Linked DNA regions of Gossypium hirsutum: regions 1 and 2 are each linked to region 3. A link is a contact called in public Hi-C data. All regions are on one chromosome and are shown on one strand. The core of a region is the stretch at or near the end of the contact, and the rest is flanking DNA. Distances in the headings are between cores, read along the strand shown.

Region 1 (4,264 bases), core at 140-2,639, 180 kb before region 3:
CATCTTCGATACAATTTTTATGACGCACGCTCCAACTAAAAACAAATATTGTCTTTTTTTTTCTCCTCACTTTAGCAGCTAGTAACAATGTGACAAAACAAACACAAATAAATGAGTTGTGTCCGGGATGGGAGATTATATAAACATATTGATTTTGGTGCCGCCACATTATAGGCTACACTTAAAAATTTTAAAAAAATTATCAGTTGCCACCACATTTGGAGTTGACACCAAGGGAAATTTTTTTTACTGATTTTGGTGTCCCCACATAAAGAAGGGGCATTGAAAATTTCAAAAAAACTACTAGTGCTATCACATTTTGAGTTGGCACCAGAGGAAATTTTCTTTTTACAGATTTTGGTGCCTCTACATATAGAGGCGGCACCGAATAATTCAAAAAATAACAAGTACCAGTGTTGCCACATTTGGAGTTGACACTAGGAAAATTTTTTTTTACAGATTTTAGTGCCTCCACATGAAGAGGCATTATCAAAAAAGTAAAATAAATTATCGGTGCCACCACAACTAAAGTTGGTATTGGGTGAAAATTTCTTTTTACTGATTTGGGTGACTCCACATGAAGAGGCAACACCGAAAAAGTAAAAAAAAGAATTACTGGTGCCGCCACATCTAGAGTTGTCATTAGGGAGTTTTTTTTTACTGATTTTGGTGACTCCACATGAAAAAGTGACATCGAAAAATTTTAAAAAAAAGTATTGGTGCCACCACATTTGGTGTTGACACCAATTTTTTTATTGAATTTGGTGCCTCTACAGAAGTAGGTGACATAAAAGAAAATATAACGGTATCGCCACATCTAAAGTTATCACCAAAATTAAAATTTTTTCATTCTACTCTAGGAATATAGATAAAAATACGGATATTTAGAAAAATACATACAAAACAGCAAAAAAAAAAAAGATACTTTTTAAAACTAATCGTTAACGGAATAATTGAGTGGTGATTTGGTGAAATTCTAAGGTGATGCCGCCTTGAGAATTGATGACATCGGATTGCACTATAATTTTCAAGGGATTCTCCTAATTAATCTGGAAGTTAGATATTTTTATAATTTTTAAAAAATATAACTTATACGACAGATGAGACAGCCTCAAGTCAATTTCTCATTATGTATCTAACCAAGGCTCTCTCTCATAATAGAATTGACACTAATTCTGCTTTGAATAGCAGGCTCATGAAAGGAAGGTGAGTGCCCGATTGAAGGAACAGGAAAAACAAGAAGAGGCAGCCAAGTTTTACCTTTAGGACATTAATAATTATATAGTAGTTTTTAAAAAATTTAGTGGTCAAAGCATAATTTTAAGAAAATATAAAAGACTAAACTTGTAATTTACCCTTCTTTATTTACTTAAAAAAAATTTGACCTTGGGCTTTGTAGCAATTCTGGAAAGAAAACGAAATAGGAAAGCACGTAATTCTTAACCTTCCATCGGAAATTTCCAAACCCACCCACCACCACCACATCGTCTCCTGCCCCATGATACCTAACTGGAGATCTCCTTTATAATTTGTTTTTTCTTAAATTCTAATATCCATTAATACTTGAAGAAAATCAAAGGGAAATTTTTCATTTCAATTCCGGCGAAGCTGTGCGAGAAAACCAAATATATTTGTACAATCGGTTTCTTCCCCCATGTCTCTTGTACATTGGATTCTGATTTTGAACCTTTGGATCTTAAAGGCAACCTCGTTGCAAGCGGGATCGCGGGTGGTACTTCGTGAGATTGGTCATAACATCGTCGGCGGTAGTGATCCCAAGGACTACGCCGTTGAATTGAACGCCACGAATTTCGATGCTGTTCTCAAGGACACTCCTGCTACTTATGCTATAGTCGAATTCTTCGCTCATTGGTTAGTGCTCTTTTCATTTATACGCTGTCACTGTTTTAAAGGTTTGAGCTTTGATTTGAGCAGAAAACATTAAATTATGCTTGAGGTTTATAGTTTTGTTAACACTGTTGACCAGGGTAGAAAAAGTATGTTGTATTTGTGAACTTCTTTATGAAAATCTTAACCTGCCGGAAATGTCTTCTAATCTAATTTCGTTATCGTTATGAGAAATGGAATGTCTATTTGAGTTGATAAACGAAGATAATAGCTTCAAGTGTAGGAATGGAAATATTTAACCTTTATCAGCCCAAAATTGGTCCTTCTTGTTAATTTTTGCAGCAAACTTGCTCCGGTAAGAAATTAGACACCTTGGATGTACATGAATAGGAGGGTATGGCCATCAAATTTTGGCAAACGTTGTGGGAATTGAACACTGCATTGATGACATTGCTACTAGCTTCTGGAACTAGACGAATGGAATTCATGATAGATCCAAAAATAAGCCTTTGATGCCACGGACAAATTTTCCTTGCCTACCCTTTTTAAGTTTGATATTTTCTTCTTTTTTCCCTAGTACATAGTCAACCTTTTGCGTGAAATAATTTGGATGTACATGATTGAGTGTATGTTGCTAGTAGTTGAATTCCATGCTCCAAGCCAGTAATAATGTTATATGACATTCATTCTTCTTTGTGATTATTGCTTTTCAGGTGCCCTGCTTGCAGAAATTACAAGGTACTATTTGGTATATTTTATGCTAAGAATTTTTCATATCTTCACATTCTTATTATATTTTTGCTGCTTTGCATACAATATTTCAGCACCATTATGAAAATGTTGCAAAGCTTTTCAATGGACCCAATGCTGTGCATCCTGGAATTGTATTGATGACTAGAGTAGACTGCGCATTAAAGGTATTTATTTTGTCTTCTGGATACTTGCTAAGTGCAGCGTCCTGTAAGTACTGCTGTAAAAATACTCGCTTCTTCAAAAGCATATATTTGCCTTACTAGCATGATCTGGGATTTAAGATGGAGTTGAAATGTTTCTGCACTTATGGTTTTGAATATAAAGTTGTATGTTGTTTGTTTAACTGCTGGAACAAGTACTTTGAACTTTGAGTAGCATCTGTCATGGGAAAGACGGACAGTTATATTTGATGTTATTATTCAGTGGTTTTGTTTACTTATTGCTCCAATCAAACATTTATTAACATTGCCAAACATTAAAAGTATCTGTTAATACTTCTTTACTTATTTGAGAATATATATCAAAATTCATTTATCTGAACTTAAAAGATGTTCAATGGTTCCCCCCCCCCCCAACCCTTCTTGGTCACATAAGTTTTGTTTTTGCAGTTGAATTTTATGTCCCTACCAATCCTTAATTCTTCCTTGGAAATGAAACTTAACTATAATCAAGTTGATACAAGGGTCTCATAAATGGCAGGTGTAAAGAGGGAAAAAAAGGGGGGGGGGATCCTTCTACCTAATCCAAAGTAAGTGCTTGGGTTTAGGGTTTCTGATTGTTATCTCTTAGATAGATCTTTGGTATTACAATTAAAAACATAATTTACCCTAAACCCTAAACTGTTTTATTTTTGCTGACAAGAAACATATAGAACTGAAATTTAGGAGCATGTGAAGCTAATCATCTGGATCAGAAATCGTGGAAGTTAGAATGTGTGTAATTAAGAAAGTAATTGCCTTGTGATGTCATTGATTGAATCATTAGGGCAATAATAAAGAGAGCATTTAGATATTAGAACTTCTAATTTTTCTAACATTTGGGCTTTCTCGAATTGTGGAGTAAAGTTAATGAAAATTCAATAAAATAGCATCTTTAATATCATTATTTTTGTGAGCTTTGCACAGTTAGAATGTAGCCACGTAAGTTGGATGTTCCTTTTCCTCCATCTATTTAGATTTGCAACTTATTCAGCCTTGTTTTGTTAATCAAACGCTGTATAAAAGATTGCATTTCGTTTGTAGCACTTCTTTTTCACTGATTTCAGTTTAAAAAATGTGTCTTGTTAATTTTCTTTGGTTTTTTTTTTTTTGTTTTTTTACTTGTTTGGCAGCACAGATAAATAGCAAACTTTGTGATAAGTTTTCTGTGAGTCACTATCCTATGCTATTTTGGGGTCCTCCTACAAAGTTTCCTGCTGGCTGGAGCTCTAATCAAGCGAAAAGTAAATTACATGTAATTGATGATGGGCGGACAGCTGAACGCTTGCTTAATTGGATCAATAAGCAAATAGGCAGGTATGAGGTATCTTCATCCATCACTTATTTAATACACATCATCTTTATAATCCAAAGTGGTGCTTTCTTAAAATTATGGAATAGTAAAGGCAATTATGAGCGGTTTACTGAAAGAGGCCATGTTTTTTACTAGTCGTTCTTGTGTCCTT
Region 2 (4,326 bases), core at 844-3,343, 170 kb after region 3:
GCTCTCTGTGTATTCATTTCTTCAACCATTGATGAGTGTGTAAAAAATTCGTTTGGTCTGGTAGTTTAAAATGAAGATTTGCTTTTGTTTTGATCTCTTGCTGGTGTTGAGAGTCGTTAAATTGTAGGAAGCTTAAGGTGGTTCATATACCCTTGGAAATTCCTACATAGGAAAAAAAAACTTGTACTGAAATTATGGTAGTAAATTTCAATATGGTAATAAATTGAAATAATAAATTTTAGGTTTTGTTCTGGTGCAATTTTAAGTTGGTATTGATTGTATTGGTGTGTGTTGGTTGATTTTTCCCATATTGGCTGAAGTATAGTGTATTGACTCGGGATAAAAAAAAGTTAAAACATATTTTAAATTTAAATTTTTATCATTTATTTAGAAGTTTTTGAATGATGAATTATATGTATAGTATGGGATGATCTTATTGTTTAATTTATGAAATAATTTTTTTACTTATTTATTTTGAGTTTAATTAATTATGAATTGTGTTTGTGAAGCTTATTTGAAATAGAGGAGATTTTAGTTAAGAGAGACTTTGTAACATCATTTAGTTGTGTTGAGAATGGCATCTCCAGCAGTTCCCACAAATGAAATGTGGAACAGATTAAGATAAGATCTTTCTGTGATAAGCGAAATCAAGGCATGAGAATCTTTTATAACATGCGTCTTTTTTTGCTTTGGAAAGAAAAACTTTTATAAAAACTCAAAACGCCAACATATTTGAACTGATAGGATAGGATAGGATGGCGGCCGTTTTCCTATAGCTATCGTTGATTGAGTATGCTGAATTTTGGATATGCATGAGCAACATGATTGTACTTGTCGGATTTTATCAACCAATGTTTGTTTTATGATTTGTTCTTTTGTATTTTTAAGCTTTTTGTGATATACTTGCATATCTAGAAGCCTTGTAATTTAGAATTCTGATGATGAAAATCAAGCCAACAATGGGGACTATGTTACATTAGCACCCATTTCAGAATTTAGACTAATATGCCAGTAGAATTCAAGTAACGACTTTGAATAATATTATAATATAACACGAGTATTTTTGTTTCTATAGTTCGAAATTCAATGAGCTTACATACGCACAAGGGAAAAAAGAGAGGAGTAAAACCCCAATTAAGACAGATGATGCTGCTCCTTCATTTTGTCATTTATAGATAGTTAGGGTGTCGTAAATGGAACTACCATTATGAGAATGACATTAAATTAACCACAAATTGGTGTATAGAAATTAATTGTTTTTAATCTTTTTTTTTAATTTATGTTTGAAACCTAAATTGGGCACATGCACAATACAGATCCTTAAAAAAATAATAACAAAAGAGTCTAATTACAAGTTAAAAAAAAAAAACAAAACTAGTAAAGCAAGGGCTTGGAAGTAAATAAAAGAGTTCCAAGTTGATGAGCTGATAGTCAATTTAGACATTGTTTCATTCAAACATAAACTTCTCAAAAAGAGAAGGAAACATAAACATGCAAAAATACAAGCTGAAAAACAAAACCTTTCTCTTTCTCAAATTCAACCGTAGCAGTCTTTTTTATACCCGAAAAGGATAAAGAATGGTTGGATACAAATCTAGTTTTCTTCAAACACGTGTATAATAAACAGGAAATTATGATCTAACATTCATTAAAATAATATTTATAAAAGGAAAGTGTAATCTTTAAATGATGATTAAATAATTTAGAAGATGTTTGTTGGATAAAGATTAAAATATGAAAAAGAGGGTGTGGGGGAAAAAGTCAGGTGTTCACATGTGTAGTTTGAAATCAACAGATTCCCACGCCGTGATTAACGTAAACCTTGATCCACTGCAAATGAAGACAAAAAAATATTGATTTTTACCTACTCTAATCTGTTAAAAGGAATTCCCCCACATGTCACGGGCGTAAATTTGGAAATCCATTTCATGGGTATGGTTTGTTGAATTCAATCTAAAAACGTCCGGTTTAATTAACTTTATCAAACTATATTTGATGTTTAAGCTATGTAATTAAAATCATTTCACTGAAAGCGATATCTTACGTACTTTCTCTATAAATTTTCACCTTTGTCAAACCTTTGGCTCGTTTTCAAAAGGTTTGCCCTCTTTTTTGACCACTCATCCCTTAACCATCAAAACCCCATAATATATAAATGTCCTTATCTTAATTCATATACCATAAAGTTTGTGTATGGTTTAAAGTTGGGCAAAGAAAGAATAACAACGCATCTTGATTTAGAAATGGGGAATAGCTTGGGAGGGAAAAAGATGACCAAAGTGATGAAAATAAACGGGGAAACAATGAAGTTGAAGACCCCAGTGAGAGCAGAGCAAGTGGTGAAAGATTATCCAGGGCATGTACTGTTAGAATCAGAAGCCGTTAAGCATTTCGGGATTCGAGCAAAGCCATTGCAGTCGCATCAAAACTTGGAGCCCAAGAGGCTTTACTTCTTGGTAGAGTTGCCAGAGGCTCCCAAAGAGAGAGTCCCGAGAAGGGTCCGGTCGGGAATAAACATGAGTGCTAAAGACAGGCTGGAAAGCTTGATGCTATCGAGGAGATCCGTATCGGATCTTACACTCATGAAACCCATAATTGCGATCCCCGAGGAGGAGAATGAAGAGGAAGGAGGAGGGCCGGAGAGTGGAGCAATGAGGGTAAAAATGAGGCTTCCCAAGTCCCAAGTTGAGAGATTGATCAAAGAAAGTCTAAATGAGAGAGAGGCAGCAGAGAAAATCATGCAACTTTGTGTGGCAAACACCGGGAACAGCTCACGTGCTGAAGCTGATAAGCAGCCGCAACTGCATTGGAAAGCCAGCCATGGAAGCATCGGAGATGGTTTCAAGGCTCGTGAGGTTAGTTTCCCACCACACTATCATACTCTATTTATTTTCAAGGCATGTGTGTTGAGTATGCAGATTTTTTCTCTAAATGAATTCGACTCCAACTTAAATTTTACACAAGAGTCATATAAAAAAGAATTGTATCTAAATAAATTCTTAATTTTATTTTTCATATTTACGAAAGTTAAGCAAGATATGGTGATATTGGTTCGCATTTTTTGTAATGTTTAGTTAACAGTGTTTGCATGGTATGACGTACGGAATAAGAATTGGTTGAAGAATAACGATAGGGTTCTGAATATTCTTGAATTGAATTTTATGGCTTATATACATATAGACTTTGTCTTAATTTGTTGGATTTTATGAAAAAACAATTGAAACTAGCTATAATAATTCCAACTCACCTGATTTGACCATAGAATATTGAGGATGTTGAACAGGACGAAATTCGTTGGATTAGTAAGGTAAAATTGTGGTGTTAATTATTTAATTATGTTTAAACTTGTCACCAAATGAACACTTCATACCAATATTTTGACAGAAGATAGATAGATATATGGATCTTTCCATAGATAATGTTGTTTGAATATTTTAATTACCATTCCTGTCTAACCTTCTCGTCATAAAATTTGACTAATTCAAATGATTTGCTGAGTTGCTTTCTTCCAATCTTTGTAGGCATGCACGTCTTGTTAAGAAAATCAATTAATGGAATGATAAGCTTATAAATAACCAAATAAGTTTTTGTTTGTTTATTTGCAGAAACGGGTGAGTTTCATGGCAATGAATGAAGGAGGGAGCCAAATAGCAGTGACATCTTAAAGGCATGAAATATGAGGTGCAGAGACCTCCCTTGCCTTCCAACTTCATTTCACTACACCTCTGCTTACATTTCAAACCATCACTTGTGTTTTTCTTCTCTCTTTTTAGTGTACATACAACAAATTTAGCTTTGAAGCTTTAGGGTTTTCATCGAAGAGCTTAGAGTACCGAGAGATGTAACCTTTTCCTCGGATGATTATATGAAAATCTTTCGCATTCTGTCTATCTACTTACGTGTTATACGCTTGGAATTACACTGGCTTTTAGATTGAAATAACCTAAAGGCTAAAGATGAGAGATGATGTTAGTCCGTGGCTGGAAAAACAGGAAACAAGCTTTCATGTACTAAGTAAATCAAGAAATATAATGATTTTTGAGGAATTGGTTGTTTCATGTTATTGAAAATTAATATATATACATATATGTGGAAATTTGTGAGAATAAGAAATAAAGTGTCTTACAGGGATATCTATACATAATATATATTAAGAGTTTGATTCATTGGGTGTCAATGGTCAATGGGTTTGTAAAATTACACATCAATAAATATTATTTTAAGGATGTCTATGTCTTTTTATATTTTGATAAATTTAAGAAATAGGTAAAAATACCTCTTAGTCCTTCTCAATTTCAATATTCAGCAATTTAGTTCCCTAAAATT
Region 3 (4,218 bases), core at 367-2,866:
TTCAAATTTTCAGCACTAAGACATTAAACAATCAATTCGGTACCAATTTTGGGCGTCACGAGGGTGCTAACCCTTCCTCGTGCGTAACCGACTCCCGAACTTATTTTCTCAAAATTCATAGACCAAAATAATTTTTAATGGTGAATCGGTCACACTTTAATAAAATATCGGTGGCGACTCCCATTTTATTTTAAAAGTCAATCCCCGTTTTTTTTTTAAAAAACATGAAAATGGTTTCGACATAGGTTTTCATGGGAGGAGCAACTTGAAAGAGCTCTTACTTGCGATATTTTTATTTTAATTTCGCACCTGTTGCCTATGTGTTATTATTATTACTTTCAAACTTTGCGTTTTATTATTTATTGTACGTTATTTTTAAACACACATTTGCGTTCAAAATATGTAGTTTTCACGCACATACGCGTGTGATAAGATTTCCAGTATAGATAATGTCACTGATTGTGTTGGCGTCACAACTCAACTTGATATTTAATTTTTTAAAAATGAAATTTAATATTGATTGTTCTCCTCACTAACTTGATCTTTTTTTAACGTGTTATAAAAAATGGCAACACCATAATAAACAATTGGAGTGTATTTAATATTCTTAATATGATTTATTTACCTATTTCAATTTTCTTTTACTCGTAAATTAAATTTTTTATTATTTTAATTGCGTACATATTACATATGTGTTGTTATTATTATTAGTTTCAAACTTTATGTTTAATTATTTATTGTATGTTATTTTTAAACACACATTTGTGTTCTAAATCTGTAGTTTCTGCATGCATACACGTGTGATAGAATTTCCAGTTATATATAAAATTTTAATAAATATAAATATATATTTTAGTTTTTTTTAATATGAGCAGACCTAAAATAAGTTTGGGTTAGCCATTTATTAATATGATAGACTTGACAGAATTTTAGCCTTATATTTCGGGTTGGGTTGGACTTGGGCAAACATAATTGTTAATATCATGTTTAAGCCCAATGTAAATCCGACCCGACCCATTAAAGAGTAACCCCTAAATTTCAATGACACTTGTTTTTTTTGTTCAATATATATATTTAAAATTTAATCCATATATTTTAAATATATTTATATATCAAGTTGACATTTTAATCCTAAACTGAAAATTAAATTGATGGAATACAAATATTTTAGAGATTAATTAGAAGAGAACCTCAAAACTTTGACATCTAGAAGGTTAAAGAGAAGCAGAATGAAGTTTGATATGGATATAGCAGTAGGAAGATGAAAGAAAGACGGCCATCTACCGTTATCTAAACCCAAGAGTAGGTCAATTTTCATCATATCATATCACGTCTTTGCTTAGCGCATGCAGGGAGAGTTGATTCAAAGACGCAATCCATATTTTCCCTAAGTTGCGAACTATGAAAACCACCTTTCTAAAAGGAGTTTAGCGATTCTAGATCTGTACCTTTTAAATTAAGTTAATCCAGGGACTGCCTTCACGGAAGCGCGTTACTTGACGCGCAACTCAGGATCGTGAAATGGTTTTGTGTTTTTTGGACCCACCCAAAAGAAGAAAAAACAGAGTTACAATTTTATTTATTTATTTATTTCGTTTCTTTTCATTTTTGAATTTATTTTTAATTCATTTATTTATCACTTAAAATAAATAAATAATTTTAAAGTTAGAGGGTAAAATGGATTATTATACCTTATCAGAAAAAACAAATCAAATCGTACAGATCAGAAGATCCACAGGTTGAAACTTCAAATGTTCTTTCTCTCCAACTAAGCCAAATCTAACCTGAAAGAGAAAAAATAGAATAAAAAACCCTAACCCTAGTTAATTCTTTCACCTCCAAAGAAAAAAAAAATTCATTTCATCATCAAAACAAACCAAGGATTTGAACATTTTACACAAACAAGCAAGAGCAAAGGAGTGAAAAGAAAATGCTATAATCATTTTGATTGGCATTACAGCAAGATAGAGAGAGAGAGAGAGAGAGGGAAAGAGAGAATTGAGCAAAAAACAAAAAACAAAAAAGAGCTTTACTGTGCTGATCTAGATTTTATCATCAATGGTTTTCAGTCTTGTGGAACCAGAGATCCGACCTTTCTCCTGTAACATCTTCAAAATCCAAATTCAACCCGGATTTCCTCATTCGATCCTCAACAAAACCATATGCTCAAAAGTCAATCTTTGAATCCAATTTTACCACAATTTTTGAAGACCCTTAAAACACTATTGTTATGGGAGCTGAAAGGAAATGGTTTTTCAGTCTTCTTTCCCTTACATTTCTCTCCGTTCTCCTCCTCGTACTTTACTCGATCTCACCTTTCAGCCCCCCTAGACCTTTCCCTTCACTGGTCCAACTCGGCCTTCCATATCCACCAGCTTTTGGGTATTATATATTTGGTGGAAAAGGTGATAAAGATCGGATCTTTAGGCTACTCCTTGCTGTCTATCACCCCAGGAATCGTTATGTATTGCATCTTGGAGCTGATGCCACTGATGGCGAACGGTATAGTTTGGTTGTGGCTTTGAAATCTGTGCCTGCTATTAGGAGCTTTTCAAATGTAGATGTTATAGGGAACCCTGATCGGTTTTCGTATATGGGTTCTTCGTATATTGCTTCCACTTTGCACGCTGCCGCTATTTTGATGAAGGTTGATCCTGGCTGGGATTGGTTTATTGCTTTGAGTGCTTTGGATTATCCCTTGCTTACTCAAGACGGTAAGCAGTTTGGGTTCATTTTTTAAAATTTATTTATGTTGTTTTTCTTTTATATGGAGTAATTAGGTGAATTCAGAGAACAGTTTGACTTTGGATATACATGATCTTGATTTAATTGGAATTACTTGAAATTTTGATGAATTTGCATTGTCTCAGTTCATAATATACGGTTTGATACGAAATGGGACTTGAGATTTTCTGATTTTGGTGCTCTTTATGATCTAGGATTAGGCAAATGTTCGGAATTGGTTTAGGTTGCTTTTTCTGGGAAATTAGTATAAATTAACCACAATAGATAGTTGACTCCTAGTTGTAGTTGCTCTTTTGCTTGGATTCATTCTGCCAAAATTTGGTGCACCATTTCTAAATCTTAAATCTTTCCTACAGTCTAAAAATTGGATATGATTTGGGAATATTGTATACGATTCAAGGAAAATTCTTGAATTTGATCATGTTTCTGACTAGTTACTATTGATTTTAAGTCGAGTCCTGAAAATAGATTAGACCAGAAAGCAAACACCCTGGCTCTTGAAAAGAAGATTCTCTTTAAGGAACGAATTTGCCGGTACATATCCATATGTAAATGACACTTAGGCTATCAGATTGAGAGACTGGATAGTGGAAAGTATGCAGTGGGGGATGACTGGCATATTTTTCTCTTAATCAGCGGCTTCAGCAGATTTATGTTGATGATTCATGAGGTTTCAGATCTGCTGATTTTGCTAAAGCTTCTAATTTTAATGAAGGAAACTTTTGGACCAATTTTCTACAGGTTTGCTTATCCTATGCCTGAATGTTTAGATTTCTAGCTAGGCTTGTTTTTGATATGGTCAGATATAGTGGTTGATACATCAGTTTAGCAATTATTGGTTGTTTTACACAGATCCTTAAGCTAATACACTTTAACATTTGGACATGGCAGATTCCCTCGTATCATTTTAACCCGAGATAATGTTAAATAATATAATTTGCTTTTCTAGCAGGAAATAGGTGATGTTTTTTCGTCTATAGAAACTTTAGCTATAGATTGCATCTGTTTTGGTTAATCACCTACTTAAGGGCCCAAAAAGAAGTTAAATTCGTGGAGCTGAAAGTGCTATGATCGAGTTTCTGATGTTCTTTGCTTGTTTTATTATGCTTGGATGCTGAGTCCGGACAAAGTAACACTTTTGCAACTAGACAAATCAGGTCTATGAATATGGTTATTGTGTACCTTTTGGCTTAAAGTTCTATTGTTTCAAATACTTAACATGTTGAAACTAATATCTGAACATATTCAAACTTCTGAAATAATGGGTGTTTATTGCCACATCGTTGGTAGGTTATATTGCAAAACCGGATTTGGTTTTTGGATAGAGAAGCTTTAGAATGAATGAAATAGAAAATCCTAAACTTAATTCCCATGCCACATTCTTTGCTTCTCTGTAGCTCCAAACTTAAAAATATTCTCAAAGGAGGCAGGGGACAACCTATCATGCATTATTGGTGCCAAGCTTCGATGTCA

The links. Hi-C and Micro-C count contacts between places; a contact is called where the count stands out from the background.
Region 1: a contact with region 3 is called in a Hi-C map of leaf, with 1.9 times the contacts expected there. The contact joins the promoter of LOC107910022 here to the promoter of LOC107907939 in region 3. A contact is called at or near these places in 2 of 34 Hi-C or Micro-C datasets (callus and leaf).
Region 2: a Hi-C map of leaf shows a contact between it and region 3, with 1.8 times the contacts expected there. The contact joins the promoter of LOC107910032 here to the promoter of LOC107907939 in region 3. A contact is called at or near these places in 2 of 34 Hi-C or Micro-C datasets (fibers and leaf).

Annotation. Positions count from the first base shown.
Region 1 is chrD02:55,232,516-55,236,779 of Gossypium_hirsutum_v2.1, reverse strand. It overlaps LOC107910022 (sulfhydryl oxidase 2), which reads left to right and starts at 1,389. Exons shown (of 14, transcript XR_005910436.1): 1 at 1,389-1,872; 2 at 2,562-2,586; 3 at 2,673-2,765; 4 at 3,937-4,115.
Region 2 is chrD02:54,885,550-54,889,875 of Gossypium_hirsutum_v2.1, reverse strand. LOC107910032 reads left to right here and starts at 2,093. Exons shown (of 2, transcript XM_016837765.2): 1 at 2,093-2,855; 2 at 3,606-4,046. The coding sequence starts at 2,244. The coding sequence ends at 3,665.
Region 3 is chrD02:55,054,382-55,058,599 of Gossypium_hirsutum_v2.1, reverse strand. It overlaps LOC107907939 (beta-glucuronosyltransferase GlcAT14A), which reads left to right and starts at 1,616. Exons shown (of 4, transcript XM_016835236.2): 1 at 1,616-2,714. The coding sequence starts at 2,231.